2 separate regions of the Macaca mulatta genome follow, and region 1 is linked to region 2. Evidence: chromatin contacts called from public Hi-C data. All regions are on one chromosome and are shown on one strand. Each heading gives the region's core, a stretch centred on a gene start, on an enhancer-like site or on the middle of the called end of the contact. The rest is flanking DNA. Distances are from core to core; before and after follow the strand shown.

Region 1 (2,759 bases), core at 11-2,510, 160 kb before region 2:
CAGTATTTAGAACAATCTTTGCCAAATGGTTTTTGTGTCTTTCCAGACCATGATGTGGTTGACTAAGAATTTGTTTAAGCCTAACTATTTTTCAGTTCTTCATTTGACTCAAAAAGTAGTTTGTTGTAGAATAGAAGCTTCCCCTTGAAATAGCATATGGCAAGACCTGGAGGAAAAAAACGACTTAACCACTGGAAAATTCTTCCATAAAATAAGATTAAACAAGCTGTACAATTCTCTTTTACCATGTTATCAGACAAATATTCAGTATACCTCCATCCTCAACGGATAAAGGCGAACTTTTCCCTTTATTAAAATTGAGAGTGTTGCAGAATATTTCCATTATGTGCGAAGAAAAGAGGAACTAGCATTTATTAGCACACATATTATGCCAGTCTCTGTGACAGGTGCAATCTGAGCGCTATCTTGTTTAATCAACTACCACTATGCCTGAATAGAGAGATGGTCATACAATGCCAACGTGGTAATAAACTTCAGAGGTCATATAACCCACTGCTTTGGTTCTTTAGAGAAAACGCTGAGGCCCAGGGAGTAGTTTAGTGATCATTTAGTTCATTAAAAACCAAACGGGACTTGAGCTCAGTTTTCTGACACTTAGTTCTGTGCTCTTTCTATAACATACTGGTATTCTCATGTATTGACTTATAGTTATATAGTCACTATTCTTTCCTGTGTCTCTGCCTGCCCCATCTATTTTTTCTATTTCTTCTTTCTTTGTATTTTTTCATCTTTAACAGTAACGTTTTCTCTATTCTTAGAAAATTGGGTGTTTGAAAACATCCTTCAACAACTTAATTCAACTTTTATCTAATGATTATTAACTGCATACTGGATCTTAGACACCGTGCTGGGTAATTGGTTGGATATGGTAAGATAATATATAGAGAGATAACTAAAATACAAGGCAGTGTATGATAAGAACTTTGTAAATAAGTTCTACAAGATTTCAGAGGTAGGTGTGGGGAAAGTGGCCGGTGAACTGGGCTTCTAAAGAATGGAAAAGGGTTTCATAAGGATAAGGGCTGAAGGTAGGACAATAATTTTATACAAACTGAAGAGCAGTAATAAGGATACAGAAGAAGGGAGCAATGCAAGTTAGAGAGATGTCAAGTAGAATTGTAGGAGTAACAAACTGTCTGAGAGGAGAAAATGGAGGACAAGGCTGAGAAACAGGCTGTTTTACTTCTGCAGCAGGGCAAGGGATCCTTCCCCTTATCAAGGCTAGAATACAAAGAAGGTGGAAGCCCCAGTCAGCTGTCATAGAAGTTGTAGACAGGTCACCTAGAGGCAGCACTGGAAACGGCGAAAATCAGCAATTCAGGTGTCAAAGGTATCAACCAACTGGCACTAAAGCTGCTATCAACTGGTACAAAAAGAACCACAGTCCAAGGAGACGCTTACTAACACACTCCTACCTCCAGGGGGCGCTCAAGGTTTCCATCCTTCCTTTCAAAGAAAAAGGATCTCTGAAGAGACTCCAGGACAAAAATGGGGATTTCAGATATAGATGGAGGTTTCAGAGAGATGATTCTGCAGGGGATTCTGTTGAAGGAATAAAGTGGTTATAAACAGAAGTGGGCTGAGAGAAGACTTTCCCCGTCAGTGACCTCTGGCGACTCAGCTTTGGTTAACTCTTGTAATGCTTTCATCTTTTCATCTCTTCCCTGCCTTGGGATTCGTGTGTGGGACGTTCTCCAGTCAGGAGGGCAAAAGTAACCTCAGGGAGTCCACTTTGTTCAGTCCAGCTGCTGAGGCGAGAGACCTGATAGGGTTTGGAATGTAGCATGAACTGGCAGCAAAGCATGGGCATTTGTCCAGCGTCCTCTTGTGTATGTGTTGGATGAGAAGCTTGTGCAGCCACATGCAGGATTCAGGATCCTGGCAGATTGTTTCCACCTCCTAATTGTACAAGATTGGCATCTGGTGTGGTCAGGCAAGGGACTAAGATTTAGGAGGCAGGAAATTCACAGCAGGATTCTTGCTGCGAGGAAATCTTACCCAAACCTTTAATTAGTGATTACCAACAGGCAGAGATGGAGACCTGTTTCTAGCACCAGAAAATGTACTCTTGAGAGGCTTAGACTACAAAGGCACCTAGCTGCACATTTGTGAGGCTCCATCCCCTGTGGTGGGAACAGAATCTGGATTTGCCAGGATTCACTTTTGGGACTCGAACATCCTGCCAGCAGAAGTCTGGAATTTGGAGAAATGCAAAGCCAAATGTGAGGTAGATGCCTTCTTTACAAAATAAAGATTGTGTTCTTGGACAGAGCCAGCCCTCATTTAATTTAAAAGTGAGAAGGTGGAAGCGCTAGGAGCAATGGCATGAATCTAGGATCCTGGAGAGGTGTTTAATCTGTAGGAATGAAGCAGACCTGTGAATGACATATGGAAGAAGCATGCCAATATTGTAAATTATTAGTTTTGTTAGTCCACAGTGGTGTTCAGATACAACTGTCTGGGAGGGAAGGCAGCCTGCACAGGTGTTGAACTTACCCTAGCATGTGGGTGTCAGAATGTCACAATTAAATCTTATTTTTTCTTTATACATTCAGAGAGCATTTAAAACATTCTCTTCTATGATTCCAGTTATAGGAGTCACATTATTATTCCAGCATGCCATCTGATATTAAAATAATTTAATATGAAGGCCTATGGGTTCTAACACAATAATTTCTTATCCTATCATTTACATACTTCTAATTTCTAATATCTCTTATACAATTCTATTTATTTAT
Region 2 (2,794 bases), core at 189-2,688:
GATAGACTCTGGGCTCCTCAGTGCCATCCTCCATCTTCATTTTAGAGCCCTCCTTTCTCCCATTTATTAGCTGCTTCCCTAGCTTTAGATACCAGTGCTGTGAAACTAGCAATGTATTTTTTCCTTTTCACACATAGTTTGTAGTGGGGTTGTTGAGAAGAATAGGAAAGAAGGAATGCATAATTCTGCTGGCACATGTGCAGGGGGCTCAGTATACCTTACCATCCAAAATTGGACCTCTGAATGTTATTATACATAATGTTTGGGTCTGCAAATAACTAAAATCAGGCATACTGTGAACTCATGGTTTTTGTGGACTTCTCTGGGAATTGAGCTTTTATTGAGTTCTAAATTTATGAGTGAACTTAAACACAAACTATCTTATTGGGTGATAGTATGAATACATAAGATTTGTTAAATCAGTTTAGAGTCAGTAAGAATCTTGGTGGCCTGTTTGATTTAATTAGTGACTTATATGTATCTGAAAATGATATATTGTCACTTGTGCATTTTTAAAGCTGGATCTCTACCAAACAAGGCTTTGTTAGTTTTGGCTGGGTACCGTGGCTCATGCCTGTAATTCCAGCACTTTGGGAGGCCGAGGTGGGCAGATTGCTTGAGTCCAGGAGTTTGAGACCAGCTTGGGTGACATAGTGAAATCCCATCTCTACTGAAAATATAAAAATTATTTGGGCATGGTGGCACACGCCTATAGTCCCAGCTACTTGTAAGGCTGAAGTGGGAGGATCACTTGAGTCCAGGAGGCAGAGGTTGCAGTGAGCTGAGGTCATGCCACTGCACTCCAGCCTTGGTGACAGCGAGACCCTGTCTCAAAAAAAAGACTTTGTTAGTCTTATAGAAATTAATATGCTCTTTAGCATTACATATTGAGTCTTGTTAAAATAAAACTTTAGACAAATTAAATTTGGCAGTTAATTTGAGCAAAGAAACAATTATGAATTGAGCAGCACCCTGAAGGAGTAAAGGTTTGGAAAGTTCCACCCAGCAATGTGGATAGTCAGGATTTATAGACAGAAAAAGAAGTGACATCTTGACATAGCCTGATTCATTACAGGTCTGCATTTGGGTCCACGTTTGCCTTATTTGGACACGTCTGAGCAGCTTGCAGCTTGTGATTGGCAGAAAACTTAGCTGCTCGGAACAAGAATATACTCAAGTTAGGTTGCAGTTTTACCATACTGAGGTGCAGTTCACTGCTAATGGAAGCAGCTTTAGGCCAAATTTAATTAACAGTGTCACTATTCAGGTCGTGTTGAGATTATTGTGAAATCAAAGTGCAGAAACACTAATCTGTCCTCAGTCTGGTAGGGAAGATGACATATGTAGATAGCTGTATTGCCAGACAGTGTGAGATAAGTACAGATCAAATGACGTTAAAAATCAGAGGAGTGAGATACTGCTTTTGATAAGGGAAGAGAACTGGACCTTAAATGATAAGTTATTAGGAACACTAGGCATTTCAGGTGGAGGAAAGAGCATGAGCAAACATTTGTAGACAGGAAGTTGAAATTGTGTTTGAGAAACAAAGAAATTTGTAAATGGGGTGCTTTTGGACTGTGAGAGGGACAGGTTGGGTGCAATGAGAAGTATAGTTGGAACAATTGAGGCTAGATTGTGAAGGGAGTATGACTTTTAATTATATGACCTTTAGATACAGCTTTTTGGCTACCGTAGGTCAAGTTGGACCATAGTTAGAGCCAATTTTTCAAAATTACACTTTATCTGTAGTTTCTGCTGCCAGTGTGAAAACAGGAAAGGCAAGGAGTTTTGCTGATCTGGAAGCTGAGGATGAGATTTTGCTGCCTCAAGCTTTTTGTATTAACTTTATCATAGACTGAATGAATGGTGGCAATTACTGAGGTTTGGGGGATTTCCGAGTCTCTAGATTGCACAGGAATCATTGAAGAAGTCTTCTCAACAGAAATAATGTAAACCTAACTTTGATCTGAAAGTAGAAATTTTATAAAAGAAAGGAAACCTTTCAGTCTTCAGGGATTCACAAAATCTGATAAAAATTGGTGTATTAGTCCATTCTCATGCTGCTATGAAGAAACACCCAAGACTGGGTAATTTATAAAGAAAAGAGGTTTAATTGACTCACAGTTCTGCATGGCCAGGGAGGCCTCAGGAAACTTAAAATTATGGCAGAAAGGGAAGCAAACATGTCCTTTTTCACATGATGGCTGGAGAGAGAAGTGCCCCTTGTAAAACCATCAGATCTCATGGGAACTCACTCACTATCTTGAGAACAGCATGGGAGAAACTGCCATGCTGTTTCAATTATCTCCACCTGGTCCCGTACTTCACGTGGGGGTTATTACAGTTCAAGGTGAGATTTGGGTGGGGACACAGAACCAAACCGTATCAGTTGGTTTAGTTAGGACATAACATACAAAATGGGGAGAATAGCTAACATTTAAGGAGACCTTTTTATGTCTGGGGCAATTGACATGCATTATTAACACAATATTTATACAAACTTATTCATCAGATAGTCCTATTGGCTCTATTTTCCAGATACTTAAACTAAAACACTACTAGTAAGAAGACACAGAGAATAAATCCAACATTTAGATGGCTCTGAAGAACCTTGACTAGAGGTCACGCAATCTGAAGGGGAGCCTCTTAGCTCACAGAAAACTTATATGGAATGAGATATAGATAGGAGAGAGCTTTTCTTTGAGAAATATAATTTATGTAAATATGTAAGATTACATTTTGAGATGTCAACTTTCTTTTTTTTTTTTTTTTTTTTTTTTTGAGACGGAGTCTT

Evidence for each region. Hi-C and Micro-C count contacts between places; a contact is called where the count stands out from the background.
Region 1: a Hi-C map of blood shows a contact between it and region 2, with 3 times the contacts expected there. The contact joins two enhancer-like sites. A contact is called at or near these places in 3 of 14 Hi-C or Micro-C datasets (blood, fetal cortical plate and fibroblasts).

What each region holds. Positions count from the first base shown.
Region 1 is chr14:86,813,627-86,816,385 of T2T-MMU8v2.0, reverse strand. No RefSeq gene overlaps it. Among named protein-coding and RNA genes, the nearest start is that of EED, 26 kb to the left of the region's middle. Within about 2 kb of position 1,260, at least 4 of the 40 cell types and tissues checked have an H3K27ac peak or open chromatin away from gene starts, as enhancers often do. A contact at or near this core is called in blood, where this site is marked.
Region 2 is chr14:86,651,830-86,654,623 of T2T-MMU8v2.0, reverse strand. All of the region lies in intron 1 of PICALM (phosphatidylinositol binding clathrin assembly protein), which reads left to right. Among named protein-coding and RNA genes, the nearest start is that of PICALM, 16 kb to the left of the region's middle. Within about 2 kb of position 1,438, at least 6 of the 40 cell types and tissues checked have an H3K27ac peak or open chromatin away from gene starts, as enhancers often do. A contact at or near this core is called in blood, where this site is marked.